Regions from separate parts of the Cyprinus carpio genome. Here region 1 is linked to region 2. Evidence: chromatin contacts called from public Hi-C data. All regions are on one chromosome and are shown on one strand. Each heading gives the region's core, a stretch centred on a gene start, on an enhancer-like site or on the middle of the called end of the contact. The rest is flanking DNA. Distances are from core to core; before and after follow the strand shown. Region 1 holds the start of LOC109045955 (thrombospondin-4-B). Region 2 overlaps LOC109066464 (E3 ubiquitin-protein ligase RNF165-like).

What was found. A called contact is a pair of places that touch in the nucleus more often than the background predicts.
Region 1: a Hi-C map of red blood cells shows a contact between it and region 2, with 2.5 times the contacts expected there. The contact joins the promoter of LOC109045955 here to the enhancer-like site in region 2. A contact is called at or near these places in 2 of 8 Hi-C or Micro-C datasets (red blood cells and skeletal muscle).

Annotation. Positions count from the first base shown.
Region 1 is chrB21:3,984,460-3,989,374 of ASM1834038v1, forward strand. LOC109045955 (thrombospondin-4-B) reads left to right here and starts at 3,341. Exons shown (of 22, transcript XM_042747706.1): 1 at 3,341-3,648. The coding sequence starts at 3,573.
Region 2 is chrB21:3,931,028-3,935,608 of ASM1834038v1, forward strand. It overlaps LOC109066464 (E3 ubiquitin-protein ligase RNF165-like), which reads right to left. Exons shown (of 8, transcript XM_042747526.1): 2 at 1,094-1,292; 3 at 854-979; 4 at 1-75. Among protein-coding and RNA genes, the nearest start is that of LOC109066464, 11 kb to the right of the region's middle. Within about 2 kb of position 3,199, at least 4 of the 8 cell types and tissues checked have an H3K27ac peak or open chromatin away from gene starts, as enhancers often do. A contact at or near this core is called in skeletal muscle, where this site is marked.

The sequences.
Region 1 (4,915 bases), core at 2,091-4,590, 54 kb after region 2:
TCTTATTTATAAATGTTTGAACAGAACTAATATAAATGAGTACAAAAATAAAAAATATTTCCACTTTTAAAAACCTCCAGAATGCCTTCCATAAGTGCATTACTATAAATGCAAAATGAATTTACTGATATGTTGGAATTATTTTTGTTTATTTATTTTCGTAATTATATATTTATTTTGTAATATATATAATATTTTATCCTCTATTGGACCTGAAACATTCCACTGAAAAGCAATGTTTAAACCAGCCCAAGTTGTTTTTCTGGTCTTAACTGTTTTCTGAGTGCTTAACTGGTATTTAGCTCGTTTAGCTGGTCAGGTCAAGTGGTCAAGTACCCAAAGCCCCTCTAAAAACCATCAAACTACACCTATGTAAAAAAAAAAAAAAGAGCTTAGTGGCCAGATAAGACCAGCAAACCACTTTAGACCAGTTTCTAGAACCCCAAAGGGACAAAAAAAAAAAATTCAAAAATGAGATGAGATGAGAAAAAATACTATTGTGTTCACTAGTGAAACTTTGTTTGCAAACCTATTGCATTTCCTTTTAAAACGTTACATTCACTTGCAGAAGCACTGGAATATAGTTCTTCCTCCCAATATCCTCCCATATTATTTCCATCACAAAAGTTTTGCGAGCGAGAGCAAATGTTTTGCGAGCAAATGCAAAAGTTTTCCAAGTGAACAGAAAAGCATTACAAAATAATTTTCCCACCCATCGTCTTGTCCTTCTAGGGTCTCCATAGGTTTTACGTTGAATAAAAAAAGCATCAAAACTGCTATGAGTCATTGTTTGTAAACTGTAGATGTTGAGGGTAAATCTATCATCCCACAGCAGGTTACAAGAACATTCCACCATCCTGGATGAGGTCAGAAGAACACTGTGCTTCCCCCGAGGGGAGGTCAGGGGAAAATTATACTCCCCCAGAGTTCAAGAGAACATTCTCCTGCCCCAGTTTACCCTGTCTGAACAATTACATGCTCCTAAAGCCCTGTTACACAAGCTGTTAAAAGCACCACCATATCCAGCCTCAATAAACACACTGAACACGAGCGGTGCGAGAGAGCTGAAGCTCAGGTACGAACACCGTCAGGAATCAGCAGTATCTGTTTAAAGAGATTCTCGACTCAAAAACACATGATTGCGGCTTTTCTTACACAAACATTGACAGTGCAACCGAACCCTAGAGCTCACACACATGGTAAGATCATTAGCGGGGTCATCTTACCACAAACCAACAGGCCATCTCAACCTACAGTGAGAACAAAAGGACACAGTGTGAGTGTGTCTGTCTGTTTCCTGCTGTTCTACTGACGGGTCCAACATAACCAGACATTCAGAGAAAGACTTAAGGCCAGATCCTGTTGTAACACAGGCTCGCGCCAACGGAAGGCAGTTTGAATCAGAACATTCCAGAACTTTGCCCACCTGGGTCTTAACGTACTCATAATGCTTCAGAAAGCTTTAATGACAGAGCAGCTTCGGCTAAAGACTGTAATTTAGGTCTTAACACACTCACACACAGGGCAGCATTCGCCGCTCTGATTAGGATGTGGGATTATGTCACTCACCACAACATCATGTGATTGGTCAGTGGTCAGTGTGATCGGCCAATTTGTGGTGTGAATATGAGTATGTATGTGTTATATCAGTATCAGACAAGTCTGTTATTAGTGATACTGACCGCATGAGTAACAGACTGGAGATCCACCACCAGACTAGTGATATGTAGATTTCTTCTCTCTGTCATCATAGTCTAGCCATTACTGTGAACAGTTTTTTTCTGCAAAAAATGCCATGGTGGTAAGGTGGTTTCTAGGGTGTTGCTGTGGTGTTGTGGGAGGTTGCTAGGTGGTTGCTGGGCAATGTTAGGTGGTTTCTGAGGTGTTGTAGGAGGTTGCTAGGGCATTGCTACAGTAGAAAGTTTCAGATGTGTTGTGGGTATTTGCTAGGGGGTTGCTAAGGCATTGCTAAGGAGTTGTGGGAGGTTGCTAGGTGTTTGCTGGGCATTTTAGGTGGTTTCTGTGGTGTTGTGGGTGGTTACTAGGGTGTTGCTGCGATAATGTGGGAGGTTGCTGGGTGGTTGCTGGGCAATGTTTGGTGGTTTCTGAAGTGTTGTAGGAGGTTGCTAGGGCATTGCTACAGTAGAAAGTTTCAGATGTGTTGTGGGTATTTGCTAGTTGGTTGCTGGGACATTGTGGGAGGTTGCTAGGGCATAGCTAGGACGTTTCTGGGGTATTTTGGAAAGTTTCTAAGGCGTTGCTGGGGTGTTTGGGTGGTTTTGGCTGCTGGTATGACATTTTTATTAGGAGGTTGCTGGGAAGTTTCTAAGGTGTTGTGGAAAGTTGCTGGGTAGTTGTTAGGTGGTTGCTGGGATGGTCTGAGTGGTTGCTAGGCCACTGGTAGGATGTTACTTGAGTGTTGTGGGTAATAAAAGTTCTGAGTAGTTGCTGAAGTGTGAATTATGGAGTTTAATACTTATATTTATTCAGATCACTGACCCTGAGTATAATAGTATGAGTATGACAATAGTAATTCTTGACCAGCTGAATTGAATAGATAGACATATCAACGTACGTACAACTCATAAGGTCTTTGCACACTGAGTCTGAAATTTTCGTATGCATTTTTTTTTTCGTATTTTGTCATCCTTTCCAATGAAAATGCAAATGCGAAAATGCAGAAAATCAAACCTGATCCCAATGTTTTTATGACGGACGAAAGATTCGGAGGTAAATGTGATTGACACAAAGTGAAGTCGTATTTATTTTTAATGTGCGAAAATTTCAGGCGAGAATTTCGGACTCAGTGTGCAATGACCTAGTCTCACAGATGTTTCTTTGCCTTTTGTAAAGTTACTTTGAATGTTATTAAACTGCCATTGAGTTGAAAGATGAGATAATTGGTCCCAATTGCTGCTGTATCATTAAACGGCTGTTACCATTTGCCTGCCTCACATGTGTATCTGAGTTTTTAATTTATTTTTTATTACAGAATCCTTTGCACAAGAATCAGACCTTCACGGAACATTAGCAACCCTCCATCCAGTTATCTTTAAACAATTCCCCAGAGATCCTCCCAGGCAGACATATTTTATGGCACCTGCCAGTCAAAATGACAGGAAAGTATGTGAAAACTTGAGAAAGGAAGATTGGATGGAGGGAAAAGAAGGACGGAGTGAAGGATGTGGAACAAATGGAACCTCATAAAAGGTACCAATAAGAGTGAGCCAGGCCCGCCAATTATACGGCACCGCTCTGTGCTCCACCCCCCTCAGCATGGAGGTGTCTGTTAGACTCATAGCTCCGCCCAGCACAGCTGCTGTTAGTTGACAGACAGTCTGTTACCTCAACCCAACACACACACACACACACACATCATTAAAACCCCAAGACACATAGACCTCACTCTTTTCTTCTGTCCCTCACTCCTGCTCAATCACACAGACTTTCTCTATAAAACTCTCACATACAAGACACTGAAGCCAAAAGGCACAAAGGAATCTAAGATCAGCTCTCATAAGACTTCTCTCTCACACACTCCTTCTGTGGGGTGGCAGAAGGTTGAGATAAAGATGACCGGCACGATGCATCTCCTTGCGGCCGTTTCTCTAATCTTGACTTTCAGCTCAGCAAGCACAGAATCAACCGGTGAGTACACAAAGTTTCCTTAATAGGTTAAAATGTTTCTTTAATTCATGACTAGTTTAGCCGCCTGTGAGTATTTAAGTTTATTTGACAGTAGTTTTATTTACACTCTTGCACCTTTTCTCACCGTTTCTATGTCTGTCTCTTAAAATCTCACACTGAGCTGTATATCTCAGTCTAAAAGTGTCTGGTTTCTTCTGTAATGGCTGGTTTCTTTGTTTCTTACATTTTAAATTTTCTTTTCCTCTTTACTTTCATCTTCTCTCTTTCTCTGTATCCCACAATTTCTTGTCATCTCCTTTTTTTTGATTTCTCAATTTATCCGTCTCAACGATGTGGATGTGTTTATCCCACAGCATCAGGCTCCAATTTTGATTTTTGGTAATTGCCTTTGTGTATGAGAGAAAGAGTTAAAGTGTGTGTGTGTGTGTGTGTGTGTGTGTGTGTGTGTGTGTGTGTGTGAGGGAGAGAGAGTGTGAGAACGGTAGTTCATTCTGGGCTATAGAAGTCATAATGTCTTTTGCAGCAAGGATGAGATTGCATTATTTTATTGAATCTGAAAACCGGACACATAATACTTAAAAAAAAAAAAAAAACACACACTAAATACTTCCACCTACCAGACCATAAACATTCCCCCTTTTTAATGTCAATGTAATATTTACTTCAAGACATGTGACTGTTTGAACATTAAAATGACAAATAATACATAAAGTCAAATCACACATGTTGGCAATCACGGCCATCATGTAAATATTTCAGCACACCATCTGTGAAATGAAATTATGCTTTTGAGCAACAAACAGCTCTTTGAAATGAGCAAACTATACTCTTACTTCACAAGAAAGTAAAGATAAACAAGAAGCACAATAAAAGCCTTGGTTTTTATGGGAATATTGCTTAGTTGTATTGAAGTGCTGATTGCAAAGGCATGAAAATGAGTCAGACCATCTCTCTCGGTTAAAATATTGGGAAACACATCATCCTTGAGTCATTAAGTTTTTTTTCATACAACATTATGTTTGCCTGTTCAGCCAATGGCACGCTTCCATCGCCATAACAACCAACATCTGTATTTGACATCCGGCAGTGACACCGCAACGGCCGTCCGTTCACCTGGTTTCCATGTAATTTTCCAGTGAAAATTTTCAATGGATAAGATCCAGTTCGATCCCAGTTATACAAACTAAGACCAGTTGCTTCAGTTACAGGAGTTTCTGTTTATAAACTCAAAATATTAATCTGAAATTTAAGCTTTTTCTGCTTATTC
Region 2 (4,581 bases), core at 1,949-4,448:
AGGTAATGCTGGTAGGGTTGAGGGATCTGCTGCAGAGGATACTGATACGGCACTCCTGCATCCACGCTTAGGTCCCTAAAAGAACACATTTTAATTTTAATAAAAGCTATTTAAAAACAACATCAGCAGCAGGGAATTTATGCACTGTATGTTTTTTTTTTTTTTTGACCATGAAGATCATTCCTAAATATTAAGGAGGTTTATTTGCTATGGAAGCTTACTTCTGCCATAGAATAAAAAAATAAATAAAAAAAATTATATATATATATATATATATATATATATATATATATATGTACTGCAACTGCAAAATGTAAACTAAGAATTCTGAAAAAAAAAGTCTGAATTGAGAAGAAAACAGTAAAAAATTGTGAGATTTAAACTCAGAATTCTAAACAACAACAAACGTCACAATTGTGAGGTAAACTCGCAATTACAAGTATAAATTCAGAATTCAGAGAGAATACAGTCAAAACTGCAAAATGTAAACTTAGAATTCTGGGGAAAAAAAGTCTGAATTAAGATGTAAACTTTGGATTCCAAGAAAAAAGTAAAAATTGAGAGATTTAAACTTAGAATTCTAAACAACAACAACAAACGTCAGTATTGTGAGATGTAAACTCGCAGTTATTACAAGTTTCTAACTTCCAGTTACAAAGTTTATATTTATAAGAAACTCAGATAAAAAAGTTTGAACTGTGAGTTAGAAACTGGAATTATGAGAGAGAGAGAGAGAGAGAGAGAAAAAAAGCCTGATTTCCTTGATGTAACATCACAATTACCTGTTCGATGGTGGAAATGAGTTTTGATATTTTACTGCTGTTTTGTAGGCGTGTGCTTTTGCAGAACTCACCAATCAGTGCCTTCTGCCAGGTATCTGGGCTGCTGTGGGATTGGCTGAGGGACATGGAGGGGCGGAGCATATTCATATCCTGGGCGTAAACGATGCGTGTTCAGCGGGACTCGCTCCTGTGTGCGTCTGAGGAGAGGAATAGAATGGACCTTTTATTTATCAGTTGTTTTGTTTGTTTCTCATTATTTGGTCTTTTACCTTAAAAAAGATAACTTTTTTATAACTGAACATGTTTTCTACCTGCGCTGCAGTAGCTGTTGCTGGATGAGGTATTGCTGCTGTAAGGCTTGAGGTAAGAAAGGGGGCGGGACTTCCTGGTACTGAGGCGGGGCGATGGGAGGGGGCGGGAACTCAGCAGGCAGCGGTGTTGCCGTAGCAGCCAGGTGAAAATGCCGGCAGGAGGTAGCATGACTATGCTGGTGCCTGCTAAAATGTGCTCCTGTACGGGACAAGCAATAACCCATCAGAGATCAGCAACGTGTGAAGATGACAGTGTTATGGTGAAGAATGGTGTGTTGTATATGGAATGTTGTGATTTATTTATAGGATAATTTGTGTGTGAAATTTAATTTCTGTAGGTGTGATGTTTACAAGGCTTTGTACGGCTTTTTAAAATGTAAAATGGTTTCACTATTTATTTATTTTTGATTTATTTGATTATATGATTTATTTGTGTTAAATCATTTATAAATCGTCTCACAAACAAATTAAATGTTTTTTCATATTATATTATATTATATTATATATATATATATATATATATATATATATTTTATTAAGTATTAATATGGTTTTTTTTTAAATAGTATGCAGTATACAACATAAAATGCACAGCAATTCAGTAAATAGTTCATTAATATTCAATTCGAAATGCATGTACAGTTTGCAAAAATACCACTTACATTTTTTTAATTTACCATGGTAACAATAGTTTCAGCAAAAATACCACATTTACTGCAGTTATTGTTATTACAGAAAAAAAACTTGTTTCTATTTATTCATTAATAAAACATGAAAATAATAATATAATAAATAAAAACCACCAACTAATTTAATTTGTAATTAATTAAATTAAACCATTTAATGTTTGTCATCAGTAAAACATGAAAATAAATAGAATAGCAAAATAAATAACAATAACTCAATTAAAATGAAATGAATGAAAAATATAAAAAACACCGTTATTGTTAAAAAACTTATAATTTGGCAATAGCCACTGACAAAATAAAACAAAGGCAAAATAACTAAAATAACAGTAAATAAATAAAATTTCTAAAAGCTAATTTTAAAATTCGAATTTACTATTTGTAATTTTTTATATAATAGAATTAATATCTGGAGTAACTATGGCAGTTTAATAGAAACTGTGTTTACCATGGTAAACGTTTGTAAGTGTTAGTGATGTGGTGTATTATCTTATTAGCAGGACATGAAGCAGAACCAGAGAAGCAGCCGTTCTGATTGATGTCCTGCATTAGAGAATATTACCTGTTCTTTATTTAACTGAAGCCAGCTGACGATTCTTATGCTTTGACACGTCCCGCGTTACGGCAGGTAGGACTCGTTCTTTATCTGGATTACCACAGATCTAACTGATCCCATTCCCTCAGGATTAGTTGTGTGTGTGTGGTTTTTTTTAGGGGAAATATACTAGACCTAATGGTGTCAGGCTGGACAGCTTGTTTAAGATGGAATCTATCCATCTTATTTTTAATATAAATTTGGAAGCCTATTTCCACCATGTATGTAATGAGATTAAAAGTCAAAATTATGACGTAAATCCTAACTATGAGATAAAAGTTGAAATTACGACACACTAAATCGAATTATGAGATAATCAAAATTATCAGACAAAATCAAAACATTATTATGGGATAAAAAAAGTCAAAGTTATGTCATACTAAGTTGAAGTTATGACCTAGCAAGTCATAATTATAAATCAAAATTATGACATACAACGTCGAAATTATAAAATGAAGTCAAAATTATGAGACAAAAAACAATGATGAGATAAAAAGTCAAAGTTATGACCTAGAAAGTCATAATTATAAGTCAAAATTATGACAAAATTATGACTTTAAAGGTCAAAATTGATTTTAAGACTAAGTTATGACTAAAGTCATGATTATGAGAAAAAACGATTTACTGTTATTTTTCTAGTAAGTTTTCTACAGTGGCTAATGAAGCAGACGTCTCACACATTCACAGTAAATCACTTGGTTCCCGTGTGGATCGGCCCTAATGACAGGTGTTTCTGAGAGTAGACCCGGCTGATTCAGCAGTCACACGGATTCAGTGACGGACATAACAGACAGATGGAGGGCTGGGGGTTTCAGGGACACACAGAGGGGGAGGGAATGATGGGATTGAGGAGGGGGAGGGGAAGGAGAGAGAACTGGAGGAGGAAGGGACTGTTTGACAGCTGCTCCTCAAAGTTCTATTTCAGCCGTTCAGCTGTCCAGCTCTCTCTCTCTCACACACACACACACACACACACACACAGGGTTTCAACGTTTTATGGGTCTTTCCATATACATACACTGTAAAAAATCCAACTTTCGAAAAGTTCTACTAACCAATGTAAAAAAGTACCCTGAACAAAGAATTTTTAGAAGTCAGTTAAATCTTTTTTGTGTACACTGAACAAAAATACTCTAAACACATTGCTAACTAAAGTTGTTTTTTCTAACCTTACTTAGATACCCAAATTTGTTCACAACATATCCAGATGTTCTCCCAACTTTTCAAATCGAGTCATCCGAACAAACAAGTTCCCAGCATGTATTGCAGCTTGAAAATTGTGTTATGTTAATAATTACTAAAATGTTATTATTTTTTTAAAATTTTACTAGCTTAATTTATGCTGCTGCTGCTGTCGTCTCTGTTAGTTAGCTGTCATGTGGATCAGAGTTCATATTTTTACTGATTTAAAATGTGTTGATCGTCACCATGGTTGAGAATCATGTGCTGAGGTACTGTATATGTGCATCTCATTGCAACTAGTTTAATACATTTGTCTCTGCATAAATGTTTGCCTTTAGATTTAAGAGGTAAACACTACCCCTAACATGTAAAAGGCTTTGAAAATAAACCATCTAAACCAATCTAAAAGAAAGAGGACTGCTAAATGGATTGCTAAATGCTAAAAAAATCTTTGGTTGCTCTGACAGATCTTTTAACAGTCAGTAAATAGACTTTTATTCAATAGATGAACTAAAGTTTTTAAATTGTCGGTTGCTAGTAGGGATTTGCGGTACCACTTATTTAGTTTTCGATCCGGTACCGATATTGTTCAAGGTAGTATCGTCGATACTGATATGTTACTTCTGAACTAAAATTTTCAATTACGAAATGTATTAAATTATAAAATTACTAAGAGTAAAATTGGTAATGATAACCACTTTTTTTTAAACACATTTTAACATTCAATACACCTTAATTGTAACTAATAAGGTTATATTTTTGTTTGCACATGGTTCAGATATGTTTTTTGTTTACACATGATTCAAATCTACAAATACTACAGTTGAACTACGGTCACTGGTTCATTTTCATAAGTGACCGCCAGTGACAGGCTGTTGCACACATAAAATGCAACTTTTTTTGACCGTGTATGATTTAAATTAACATTACAGAATAGAACATGATCAATATTATCTTTCAACATTCAATTTCAATAAATGTAATTGCACAAACTATGTAGACTTTTTCTGTCCTCTGATAAGCAT